3 separate regions of the Zea mays genome follow, and regions 1 and 2 are each linked to region 3. The links are chromatin contacts, called in public Hi-C maps. All regions are on one chromosome and are shown on one strand. Each heading gives the region's core, a stretch centred on a gene start, on an enhancer-like site or on the middle of the called end of the contact. The rest is flanking DNA. Distances are from core to core; before and after follow the strand shown.

Region 1 (4,070 bases), core at 631-3,130, 230 kb before region 3:
CCCGCGCTTCTCCACACCCAAAATCAAGTAGGTGAATGTCCATAATCATTGGAGAATAGGGATGATTCAGGTAAGCACCTCCATTCACCGTCCGTGAAGCAGATGCTAGTTGGTACTTGGTAGTAGCAAATTGTTTTTTCGGTGGCTCATAGCCGCCATCACGAAGCTAGGGTTTGGTTGGCCCCTAGGATGTTTTTTTTTCTCGGCCCCTAGGGAACGATCAGCAGGCGGCGGCTTAGTTAGTTACGAGCACAGCCAAATCCGTCGGCTTCCATCAGGCATGATGCGTCTACAGAGAGAATAGAAGATTCAAACTAGCGACCATTTTTATAGCCTCTCACGCCAGCCAAGTCTGAAAGCGACGAGGATTATATAAGGGTGTGTTTGGTTTGGCTTTTGGCTTTGGCTTTTGCCCCCTAAAAGCCAAAAGCCAACCAAAGGGCTGGATCCAGGAAGCAGCTTTTTCTAAAAGCCGACTTTCTCGTAGTGCAAAACTGAAAGCATCCCTGGACCTGCTTTTAGTGGCTTTTGGATGGAACTGTGAAAACATATATCGAAGAACTTTTAACGACTTTTAGTGGTTTCCACCAAACGATTTTTAGCTTTTTAACAGCTCACAGTCTACAACAGCTTTTTCCACAGCTCACAGCTCACAGCAACTTTTTCCACAGCCACAGTCCAACCAAACAGACCCTAAGTATATATTCTTCAGCGTCCGGTCCCAGCGCGACACTTGCTCCTACAATCCAATTCAGAAGCTAGCTTTATTTGACGCCGCGGCATGCACAGTTTTGGTTTGCATGTACCACACAACACACGTAGTTGTTAGGATTCCACGCCTCGCCGCCTCGGCACGTTCAGGTGAGCGAGAAGGGTGCGCTGGATTGGACACGTTGACCCCCCCCTTTGCAATCAGTTCTGATATATAGAGAGAGAGAAAGAAAAGAGGAAACGGAACTATGAAATGATCACGAACGAAATCGACCGTACTCTAGAAGTGCATCATCAAGTAATGGTGGACATGTGCGAGTAATTAAGCGAAGACTGGCTCGCGAAGCTTCCACTGGCTTACATGCGGGGCCCAGGTGCGCCGAACCAGTGAGTCACACCGGATGCGTGTGCCGTTCACATGTGCGCCGTGCGGGTTAGACCTTTGGCCAATTGCTTCCACGCACGCAAACCCATCATCATATCATCCGTATTATGGCGCTCGCGCCCTCTGAAAATAGGAGAGGAGCTCCCGAGTTCTGATCAAGTCAAACTCAAACCCGGCCCAGCGACGGGCCCACGGGCACTTCCAACGCCACCAGCACGGCCAGGATTTAAAAATCGGGGGCCGGATGCTTCCGGACGCGACCGAACAGGGCAGACCGCACGGACGGCGCCCACTAGTCACGGCTCGCGACCAGGTTTTCAAAAGTTTCCGTGCTGGCAAGGTGTCTAGACTGACTTGTGACTTGTGCTGCCTGCTAGGCCAACCAAGCCGCGCCGAGCTTGGCACCTGCCTGCATCACCCGGCCGCCGGGCGCGAGATGTCGCGCGCGTACGGGACCCTCCTGAGGCGTGCGTGGGCGGCGCCGCCGTGCTGGATCAAGACTTGTTTGTCCTAAGTAATACTCCGTAGCATCGTGCGCTAACTGTGCCCTCCGCTTGATGGATCCCTGGCGAGTTTGGCGTGCCGTGTAGGACGCTCCGGCAGGGCTTGGCAGGTAAGGTTTACCGTGCTTGCCATGATTCAGCCAACGTTGGCCAGTGTTTCACTTTCACCGGTGGCGTGTCAACTGCAGTGGATTCACAGGAGGGAGTTGACCGGTGCGAGGCCCATGGTTCTGTGTAACCCTGTAGCAGGTCTGTCTTCTGATAGCACGTGTACGCCTAACTTTTTTTTTCAGCGCCCTGTAATTCGTTGAGTAGTCCAGGCTTCGAGTTTTCTTTCAGCCGGTTTGACCTGGTTTTAATTAGTGTTGCAGCCACCGCGCGCATGATTCCAAGAGATCCTTTCCTTGATCACATCTTCATCATAGGGCTGTCCTTTCCCACTACTGTTTTTTAGCCGGTCAATTATGGACAACTCAACGCGGATTGGAGAGATATATGCTCCACACACGAACTTTCTTCTCGTCAAACATTCATAAACTTCATTCACAAGAAATCCAGAGAGTACTCTAATATCTGCCTTTTTCACATGCCAATCCTGTTGCTATCGTACAAGCCTGTTCATTAATAACGAGTACTCTAATATCTGTCTTTTCCCTGGAAAAAAAAAGAGAACTGCAGAACTGACCAACCAGGCTCTCTCCATAGGAAGAAAATTGGCACATCATTTGTCCTGTCCTACTAGCTATCGATCATCCATATGCATGCATATAACAAGCAAGTCACGGGCAGATAAATTAGAAATCCAATCATAAAAGTTGTCTTCTGCAGAGATGCAATTCCTTTTTTTTAATATATATCCAAAAGTATATCGACTGTAGGATATGGCGTGGTCAGTTCAGTTCGTAGTGGCCATCGGTCGTCCATCCATCCATCCAAAAAGGACACACATCTTCGAGAGAAGAATTCAAGTCCGCACAGTGCACACGGTCATTTTATGGCAAGTAGTACTACACCTACTGTGAATGAAAAATTGATATACTGCGCCATCCATCAGCTCAGCTAGAATTGTTTTTTATTTCCCCTAGAAACCAATAGGACCATGCAGGCTCGGCACGTTTCTGAAGCGAACATGATGCATGGTCCGTCGCATCGCATCGCATCGGTCATGGGGGCTTGGACAGGGCGTACTACGTACGTCCAGGAGTGCAACGCAAGCACGGTCGTCATGCGTGAGCGTGATGATCCGGTTCTAGAAGCGGACGGGCGAGGGACGGGGTGACCTGTCACCAATGCAAGTTTACATGGCGCTGATTAATATGGGCGTTAGATAGAGGGTGGGAGGCGGCTTGACGTCGTCAACCGCTCCCTGCCCAAGCCGCCTTGTCCGCAACCGCAAGTTGACTTCCACCCGGCTGCTTAAGGCTAGGCTACGTACGAATGAATAGATGTTTATTGCTGAGCTCAGCGTAACAACAGAAGATTTGTGCGTGGTTTACCATATGGATTAGGAGCAGGCGAGGCGAGGCGAGCAGCTCCCTGACAAGATTCTCTACTGATAGAATAATAGGGCCACGACATTATACACGTCTATTTGTTTTAGCGTGTGATCGCGAGCCTCGCTTGCCGTGATCTCGAATTCAAAAAAATGCTGGAAAAGGAGTACGTGTGGCACGGGAATAAGTCAGCAAGCCAGAGACCCTATCTTCGTAGTACATGTAACTGCCGTGCAAGTCATGCAAAATCTCCCCTATATATATACTCCTTGTTTTTTCCACCTCCTTTTTTTTCCTCCCAAACGGTTTAAGGATTAATTAAAACGTACTAGAGCTGTTTGAAATACGACGATTAAAACGTACCAGAACCAACCGATGAAAAAGGAAACATAGGCTACCACTTCGCTCCGCTGATTAAGATGTTTGCATCTAAAACGTGTATCCTATTTTCCACGCACTATACATTCACGAATTAAAAGTCTGCGCAATAGCGGCTATAGACAGTGCCTTGCAACTGCAAGCTTAAGCACGAAGGGAAGCTTTTCTTGATTCGTGAATAGGATGTGGAGCCCCTTTTTTTCAGCCGGGAAAGATTACTAAAGAGCGACGAAAAAGCAAGCATCACCCATCCGATCCGCCTTTCGGGTCGGAAGCTTCAAGATCTCCGCCCACGAAGCGAGAGCCGGCCGGCCGGCACCGGCGCCCCAAGGTTCCAAACTGCCGGAAACAAGGATAGTTTAGTGGCCGCGAAAGCGAAACCCCTCGCCGCATGGGCCACGGAACGCCGCCCGCTCCCGTCCATCCTGCTGCGCTCTGTGCTCCTCCTCATCCATATATGTGCGACAGCCTAATTTCTCCGTGATTTGCTAGGATGATTAGCAACGAAAACGGGTCAAAGAAATCAAAACAAGTCCCGGCGTTAGCCCCATCCGCTTGTCGATTTTTCTCTGTCCTCTCCTGTCAAGTGGAGCGGAGTGC
Region 2 (4,139 bases), core at 942-3,441, 160 kb before region 3:
ACTTCATTTTGGATAGAGTGATTCATCAAATTAAACACCTCGTTAGTACCGCAGTACCGCTGGTGAACCCAACCGCTATTAATATCCTAACTTTAGTACTGTTGAAGTCACCAGTTAGTACTAAATGTGCTTGAGAGACTAGTATATTGGTGGCTCCAAGCCTCCAACTGAAAGCCAGGATATCTATGTCAACTGGAGACACCAATCGATACTCTGCTCTATTTTAAGTACTAACTTAAACATAAGTACTTAGCTCAATTGATACTGAATGTTAATGGTCCAAAGCTTCTTTACGTAGTATAGTGAATCTAAACGTGTGAAAATAACGTAAATAGAAAAGTACAGGAAGTTAATATGGTGACGCGCGATATATATGTATTATGGTTCCGAACAACTCTAAACGCACTAGTTCTGAATGATAAGATGGTTTTATCTAAAATAAATTTTAAAATACTGTGTGCAGCGCAATGCCAAATAATGAAGCGTAAATAGAAGTTTGGCCACCAAAAGGTGAGGAAGCCTTAAATTTTTCAAAAATAAAACACAAAGGAAAGCTTTTTGGCAATAATGCCTGCATGGATCGGAAATGGACGTGCCTGCATGGATCTCGATCACTGAGGCCTACCATTGCCCACGTTTCTTCGTGTTGGTGAACCGATCATCATCATTATTACGTTAGGCTAGCTCGATCCAAGTCTTTAATAAGGATTCCATTCCATCTGCTCTGGATCCAGTAACAAAAGCTTTAGGAGCCCAGAGCTAGGCCAGCAGCTAGGAAGGTCAATTGTGTTAGGCATGTTGGCATCATTGGTTTGGTAAGGACTTGGGACAGTGAACAGCAGTAGCGGGTAGTACACGCGATGGAATTCCTGTCCAGGTCGCGGTCGGTTTGTTTTGTTTTGTCCACCTCGCACGGCCGAACTTTTCGGCCGACGGTCGTGCCGTGCATGCGCCAGAGAATTTTGCAACTCGCAACTCGCAAGAAATTAATAAATAAATGTTCATGTTCCCACACAGTAGTGTCCGTAAACGTTTAGCAAAGCGTGGCCTTCTACCCCAGCTAATTAATTGGAAATTCGAAAAAAAAAAGGCTCGTCCCCAGGGACCTACTACTACATGTACTGACATGCATGCAATGATGCAATACATTTTACACTTAATTAGAGCCGTCGTCGTACCGGAAGACGACAGTCCTATAGTCGCCTGGACTCCTGGTTTTCGGAAAGATTTCAGGTTGGAAAAGCAAGTACGCCTACCAATATATGCATGTACAGAAGCTATAAGTCCGCCGTCACGTGCATGTGCCGTCACGCCAGGCCAGTAGTAATAAAGTAACTGTATTTCTAAATTTAAGATGGAAAAAATAATGTCATAAAAAGTTGTATGTATCCCTATGAATATTACGGTCATTACGTACACTTCATGAAGAGGCACTATCGGAAACCGGCTCTATGTAAGTGCTCGATAAAAATTACTTGACAAAGAAGTCGTTGTCGATATACAGTTCACCGAGTCTTATTCAATTATTTGTTGGGTGTCACACTTAGTAAAGCCTTCGCTGAGTCTTTTCCAGGCTTTACCGAATGCTTCAGACACTCGACAAAGAAGCTGTTTCCAGAAGCGAGACCAGTAAAGTTGTGTTATCTTATACCTAAGGATGCATATGACACATTCTGAACTCTAAAAATCAGTTATTATGTGACGACAGACGCGGTAAAGTTGAGTTGCTGGAGTAATAAAATTGATTCGAGCCGGCGGAGTACAATTTTGTGCGGGAAGCAGGAAGCAACCAAAAGTGCAGTGAAGTGAGTGGGGATGGGACGGGCCGGCTCTGGCGCACAGATGCCTGCATGCATCAGCCAAATAGAGTACTCGTAGTTCTGTACTACTGGTGGTAGCATAGCAGGACGGTAGTGCGAGTGGCGGAGCTAGTACACTTGGCAGTAGTAGTGAGTAGTAGTAAAACTTCCGATGGACGGATGGGTTGGATCCTGGATACCGCCCGCGGATCTTCATGGCGAGAAGAGAACGCATGGGCGCCCCCACACAACCGCCAGCCGGCGCGTCGACCCAGGTCGAAGCGGACGCGAGGAGGTCGGCGAAAAGCTACGTGCGGATCGGACAGGGTCGGGCGAGCTGAGCCGCGCGCGGAAGCGGCAGCACGCGGGTGCCGACAGGCGTGACGCCGTGCCCTGCCCCCGCCGGACCCGCCCCGCGCCCGCAGTCCCCGCGTCGTCGCCTCCCGATCCCGGGCGGGGCGGCACAGCATTTTCTGGCCCTGCCGCGCTGTCGCTTTCCCTGCACGACCTTCGTCCCAGTCCTAGCGCGTCGCTGCGTGCTGCGAGCAGAGCACGGACTGGCGCGACCGACCCAGGAGCCCAACCCACGCCGCTGCGCCCCTTGTCATCTACCTCCGCTGCTCGCCGTCGTCCACTCGTCCGCGCGTTTCTCCTTCACTTTTTACGCGGGGAGACGTGGACGGCGGAAGCGGAATGATGGGTGATGGGTCGCCGCGAGGATCTCTTTGCATCGTCCGCGTTGCACTGCTGCTACCTGCCTGCAGGAACTGACCCTTACGCCTGCCACTGCCTGCAAGGGCACTGTCACGTCCACTCCACACCACGTCAGCCCTAGTCACCCTGAAGGTGGGACCACGTAGGCTTGGAGCCTTCCTTCCTCTGTGCTTCAGGCTGTCGCAGCAGTACCACTAATTTTTCCCTCTATATTCATTCCACTATGGTATATATTCTCGTCTCTATATTTTCACCTCCCGCAACATTTTTCTGTCTCGAACCATTTCTCTTGTACGCCTCCTCTCATATATAGTACTTTCTAATATATTTTACTATCATCCCTTAAAATATTCTCTCCTAGATATAGTTTGTCTCCAACCATTTTCTATATATATATAGCTCCCTATAACGTAACTCAATTATTTAACATTTTTTTTTGAAATTTTTAAAAATATACTATATTTATACTACTCTAATACACATTATTACTGTATTTTGGAGCTCACACGAGATTAATATCGTAAATAAACGACATAAATATATGGGAGCATAATACTCCCCTATATGTACATGGACTTTTCTTGTCCCTTTACATATGGGGATCTTTTACATGGAACTGTTGGAATACTAAACGTCATCTAGAGGATATGAATAGACGAAACCTAAAATTTACAACTTAAAAACAAAACTTGATCTCAATTAATTGGTTAGAACACGATGTAGGTCAATTGAATAAGGGATAAGTTCGTCTTGCAATATGTTGCTCTTATGAATGTGTAGAATCTAAAGACTTAGAGCAACAATGGATAATTTAGATGAAGATCAACGAAAGAGAACTTAGGGAGGAAAGGAGAAAACAAATTTCGAATGAAAGGACACACGAACACGATAATTTGTTTATCGTAGTTTGGTTTCACAACGAAACCTACGTCTCCATCGAGGAGTCCACTAAAGGACCGAGTTTCTCTCGACCCTTTCCACACTCAAGTGATCACCAGAATCAAACTTGAGTTTCCTTCTATTATCTTAATCAGGAGACCGAAGTATCTACAAGGCTATATCATAATTCACACAAGAATGACTAGCTCTATGCTCAATTCTCACTTTTGTGCACTTGGGAGGCTTTGGTCTCTTTGGGAGTGTTGCTCTAGTGTACTGGACTTATTGATTAGCTCTTGTGTATTGAATGAGCTAGTTGGAGGTGTATTTATAGCCCTCGACCACTCAAATAGTCGTTGGAACCATCTCTCGAAAGTTGCACTAAATTTGGGTGCACCAGACCTCTCAATGTAGTAGGTCTATGCACATCGGCCTCTAAAACCCTGTTGTTTCAATGACCATTCTGGAAAAGATGTTAGATGTCAGGTGGCACTGGACTGGTCCGTGCACCACTCGACCCTACCACGTCGACGTCACGTCAGTCAACCGTTGGGCCATCCAATCTGACCATTGGAATGTGATAAGTCCAATGCACTCCTGACCAATATCCATTGCACCATCAGTCCCTCATTCGACTTCTCCAAAAATAGGGTCTATGCATAAATGGTTTGGTGCGCCAATCCCTTTGCATAAAAAAACATGCTCTCTAGGTAACTGGTCTGGTGCCTGGTCTGTTGCACGTTGGAC
Region 3 (4,645 bases), core at 1,479-3,978:
CTATCTTGGCAGAAGGAGCCAATCTCAAGCTTATAAGCTTGTCACTCTTGATGAATCAAGTCAGATTTAATTTGCAAGGTCTTTTGCTAACTCTTCCTAGGTCCAGTTGAACCCATTCAAGTCAATTTTCTTGCAGTTCTGTGGCCCATCAGTGGTATCATTGATGTTCAGATCCAGTTTTGCTGCCTTCCGTGTCATACTAAAACTTCCTCTCTCACGCCTGTCTAGTTGGCCTGGAGGCGTCATGCTTAGCTTGTCAAGAAACAAATCCTCTCTTCCTCTTTCTTTCTCTTGTATATCAAAGGTCATGCCTCCTATCTCCTTTCCTCTGTGAGCGGAAAGACTGATTGACAGGATATCTTGATCTTTCTGTGAGCCGTCACAGGCAGTTAAGCAGCTGTCAACTGACCCATCGCCAAGTTGGATGGTATGGCCTTGTAGAATTTGGGAACCATCAATCTCCTCAAAGCCTGTAAATGCATGCTGGAGGCATTCTGTCGATACTTTTGAGACTAATTCTGACAGTTGCATCTTCGCGGTTTCTACACCGACTGACCCTGCATTCTGCTTTGAAAGTGTCTCCTGTGCCTTTTCTAGCACAGATTGTAGGTACTTCCCTTGTGCTTCAATGCGGAGTTGCAAATGTCTTTGTACCTGTTGAAAGGCGTCGTTTATGTGTAAGGTATCACATTATCAGTACTTGACCATTAACAGTAAAGAGCTTGTGACATGAAAAGAATAAAATCTGGATTTACAATTGGTCAGTTTGTTTAAACTTATTTTAGCATCATTAGTTTTTACTTGTTCTTTTTAAAACTGTGTTCAGTTAAACGTATGACAAGATTATGTTCCTAGACCACCATGACTAGGCCCTCTTGCATTGTGAGCCTCTTAGAAGTCATATGCTGGTGTCCAGCATATACTTTTGTTGATAAATGAGCTATAGATGTTCATTGTGTGAAGGACAAAATATGTGGATGCTCTAAAGCTAAAGATATGCATACATTTAGGGGTGGCAATAGGCTCTAAATTTTACACTATAAAATTTAAAAATCAGATTGGATCGGCTCTATTTTTATTCATCTTTGAACTAAAATTGATTAAAGGCTCAAACAAATTGTGAAGAAATATTTGGATCGTGATCCATTACCACCCCTACATATATTACATACTTTCTCTTGGACTTTTTACTCTATCGGTAATATAGGAACTAGTGCTTGGCTAAAACAATTGAGTTGATTGGACTATTGGAGCAATTATAAGTGATGTTTTTTTCTTAAAGGAATGGTGATTGGGATGCCATTTTTTTGACATGTAACATTATATATGATCTGACCATGTCCCTGAAGTTTACCAACTGATGGTGAAGCTACGTAATTTTTCTTTATTTGGATGTCTGTACATCAGGTACTTTCATGGCAAAATAAACCTTCATTTGATGAGTGTCCTAGATCTACTTAAAGCCTGGTTTGGGATAAATTTTGCTATATATTTGTCCAGACAATCTACTCCAGTCTTTTACACAATAACTCTGCTAGGGATGAATCAGTTATGTCTTTGTAAGGAATGTTTAAATGGTAATTTAGTTAGTAATATGATTTATTTTTTATGCTTCTGTACCTCTAGTTGCTCATGCAGTCGGCGCTGTACTTCAATTTGCATCTGAAGGGCTTCACCTATGTGCACAGATCTGATAAAAATACAAATCCATGTTATCTTATGCAAACATGTTGAAGAAAACATTTATTCATCTCTTACTTGTTTGTCTGGGTTCCAAGGTTTAAGTGGCTAGCTGGTGATCCATTTCCTTCAAGTGGTTTGTCCATTGCCATGGTGCAACCAATCACTGAAGAGCAGAAAGGGCATTCAGTATTAAGCTTAATTGGAGGCCGATAACTGCTAGGTAACGAGAGAATGCTATGATTACCATTTTTTGCATTTACACCATTAGCTTGGGCATGGATGTTTTTGCTTAGCCTGTATTTCTAGTAAAAGACAAATCAAATTAGTTTCTTGCTACAAGGCATACAAGGGAAAACACGATACTAGAAATTCCATGTCTACCTGAAGATGACTCTTAAGGTGGTATAGTGTTAGTCCGGGGACACCCATGAGTCTCATGATTGTCTTCGGTGTAGCTTCTGCAAATTACATAATTTAGATGGTTATGTTCCGTATGTTAGCTTGTATGGGTAGATATAGGGTTTAAACATGTACTTACTGTCAGGCCCACCAAGTTGGTTTACCGCCTCCACAAAACGCTCATGTAGTTCAGGTGTCCATTTTAACCTAGGTTTAGCATCAGTGGAAAGCACAAGCCCTGGCTCTGCTGGAATGCTCCCTCCTTGCAGAAGCATGTGCCTTTCTGGAGGGAATGTCTGCCTAGAAGACAGGAAATGACTGTGGCTCTGAAGCTGTTGTTGATGATGATACATCTGGCATGAAGACATTGCAGTCTCAAATGTTAGGACGCATGAGGAGATCTCTCTTTTTTTCTCCTTTGTTTGAGCAAACCAAATAACATGCACACATTACATCTCATACCTCTTCAATTCTGTTATGCATTGATATCTGGTTGCAGACTCCACAATCCTGATAGGAACGGTCTCTTGCAGTTTATCAGTCCTTAGTTTTTGGTGAAGGGTTGCTCGTCACACAATGGTGTTATATTCCTTGGGGGAATGCTCTAACAAACTATGGCTACTCATGCCAAGATGTTATGCAGAGTCTGGTTTTATAAGGAAGACAAGTGAGGAGAGAATTTCGAATCGTTAGAACAAACACTCAAGCCTGGACCAATCCTGGCAGCAACTGAAAAGAGGTATAAAGATATTATCCTTATTCCTTAAGGTACCTGTGGACCCTATGCGCACCAATCTTTTTATTTGTCAATTCTGCAAACACATTAGTATTCTGATTCCAGCACTAACAAATATAGTTGATATTAAGAGGAGTAAGGGGTTTGCAAGCATACATATTTGTTAAGTTTATTCTTCTTGCAGATAAAAGTGGGAACCTTGTTCTCAGGAAGAACTTTTGAGATGTAGTTTGTAATAATGCCTTTGCACTTGTAGGCCTACTATATCTTATATGTTCAGCACTAATTCCACTCTCCACCATACCTGTATCATGAAATCAAAGGACAGCATTGGTTAGGATTCTGTATGTTAAGCAATCATGGATTCAATAGCAAATGTATGCCTTCAGGTTATACAAGCATGGCACATAGACGACAGGAGAATAATTTTTATCATCCATACGAGAGCAAGTTTTAAATTTCTTTTTGACCAGATTCATCTAGAAGAAGAATTCAATAAAAGTTCTTCATATAAATAAAGTGAAAGGAACTTATTTCCTTAGTGATGCCTTCCTTGGGACTGCACAAAAGCAAAGCATGGAATATTGGAATAAGCATATGATTCTCTTTTGTCTCCTCATATAAGTTTTGTACTTGTTCGGCTATCAGGGAAACGGAAAGTGGGTAGACGAATCCGATGGGCTGTGCATCTGTATGGAGTCCTCTGAGTTTGGCTACTATCTGTTCTACATAAGGCGCAGAAAGTTGGGGCTTAAAAATGACGGTTAGTTCCTTTACTTCACTGCTCTATGTTGCTTTTGCTTTGAAACATGCTTATCTGAACCGACATGGTTAGCCTTGTTTATTCTCCCCTCCATACTCGAGCAAAACTGGCTCAGTGTCAATGTTTGATACCGCTAACTGCCATGAAGTCCAGTGATATGGAATAGGCGGCGCTTACCTTTGTCTTATCTAGAGTGTTTTTTTTCAGTACATAGTGAGGTGCTACAATTTTGTGCTGTAAGAGTCCCTTCCGGTTGATTTGTTCTGTAGTCCAGCTTTTCCACAAGGGAATAGTCTAGTATTTTTTTTCCATGATTCCATTTGTTATGGCTATTGCGAGTCACAAATGCAAGGTGTGCCACCTGGTAAGTTGTACCTCAGAAATGAAATCATTGACATGGTAAATCAGATATAATGGATTGCATTAAGATCCTCTCGGGCCTTTTCAAAATAAAAGCTTGACAGGCATTCTTTGAAAAGCAACTAGTACGAGTGGTCCAAGGCAGTAGCATCTTCTTTGAAAATAAAAGTTTCCTTGCCATTTCGTGATTAAACCAGTCTTCTCTCAAGTTGTTCCAGGGATCCCTATGCTTATAGGCCATTGTTCCATCCATTAGGATAAGAAAACCATCCTCCCGATATGATATGATATGATCTGTACCCCCATTCCTGTTCAAGGGAGGCATGCCTGTGCATTTATTTCGTCCCAAAACCAAAAATCACCCTGTGCATGATTCCGTGAGCATTGGCTGGGGAATTGTGTTCACTTATGGCCGGTCGTCAGGTGCATAAGCTGAGACCACTGCGCGTCGGAACATGGAATAAACTCTTTCTGGCCGTAGCTTTATCTTTCGCCTTGAATCCGACGAAAGCGAGCAAGGGGAGGGGAACGGAGAGCTTTAATCTTTGCGCGGGGATTGCATTCAGCTGTTGCTTGTTAAGTGCCCGGAATCGTATGCTCCTGCTTTCTCTGTAAACGCTCTTGGACAATTATCGGTTTCGCAGGCGAGCGCGCACGCGATCCCGCGGGAAGGGAATAAGGAAAAGCGATGTTGACAAAGCTGG

The links. A called contact is a pair of places that touch in the nucleus more often than the background predicts.
Region 1: a Hi-C map of tassel shows a contact between it and region 3, with 5 times the contacts expected there. The contact joins the promoter of LOC103634601 here to the promoter of LOC103634592 in region 3. A contact is called at or near these places in 6 of 25 Hi-C or Micro-C datasets (bundle sheath, ear, endosperm and 2 more).
Region 2: a Hi-C map of leaf shows a contact between it and region 3, with 6 times the contacts expected there. The contact joins the enhancer-like site here to the promoter of LOC103634592 in region 3. A contact is called at or near these places in 3 of 25 Hi-C or Micro-C datasets (ear, leaf and tassel).

The regions. Positions count from the first base shown.
Region 1 is chr1:53,213,013-53,217,082 of Zm-B73-REFERENCE-NAM-5.0, reverse strand. It overlaps LOC103634601 (phospholipid-transporting ATPase 1), which reads left to right and starts at 1,880. Exons shown (of 7, transcript XM_008657008.4): 1 at 1,880-4,070. LOC100501310 reads left to right here. Exons shown (of 3, transcript NM_001196062.1): 3 at 1,474-2,009. The coding sequence ends at 1,624.
Region 2 is chr1:53,143,758-53,147,896 of Zm-B73-REFERENCE-NAM-5.0, reverse strand. No RefSeq gene overlaps it. Among protein-coding and RNA genes, the nearest start is that of LOC103634601, 69 kb to the left of the region's middle. Within about 2 kb of position 2,191, at least 19 of the 20 cell types and tissues checked have an H3K27ac peak or open chromatin away from gene starts, as enhancers often do. A contact at or near this core is called in ear, leaf and tassel, where this site is marked.
Region 3 is chr1:52,987,780-52,992,424 of Zm-B73-REFERENCE-NAM-5.0, reverse strand. LOC103634592 (myb-related protein 2) reads right to left here and starts at 2,728. Exons shown (of 7, transcript XM_008656960.3): 1 at 2,545-2,728; 2 at 2,222-2,435; 3 at 2,065-2,141; 4 at 1,928-1,985; 5 at 1,759-1,846; 6 at 1,621-1,690; 7 at 1-654. The coding sequence starts at 2,565. The coding sequence ends at 97. It overlaps LOC100276135 (a long non-coding RNA gene), which reads left to right. Exons shown (of 5, transcript XR_002266086.3): 1 at 1-682; 2 at 1,779-1,903; 3 at 2,616-2,821; 4 at 3,467-3,581; 5 at 4,586-4,645.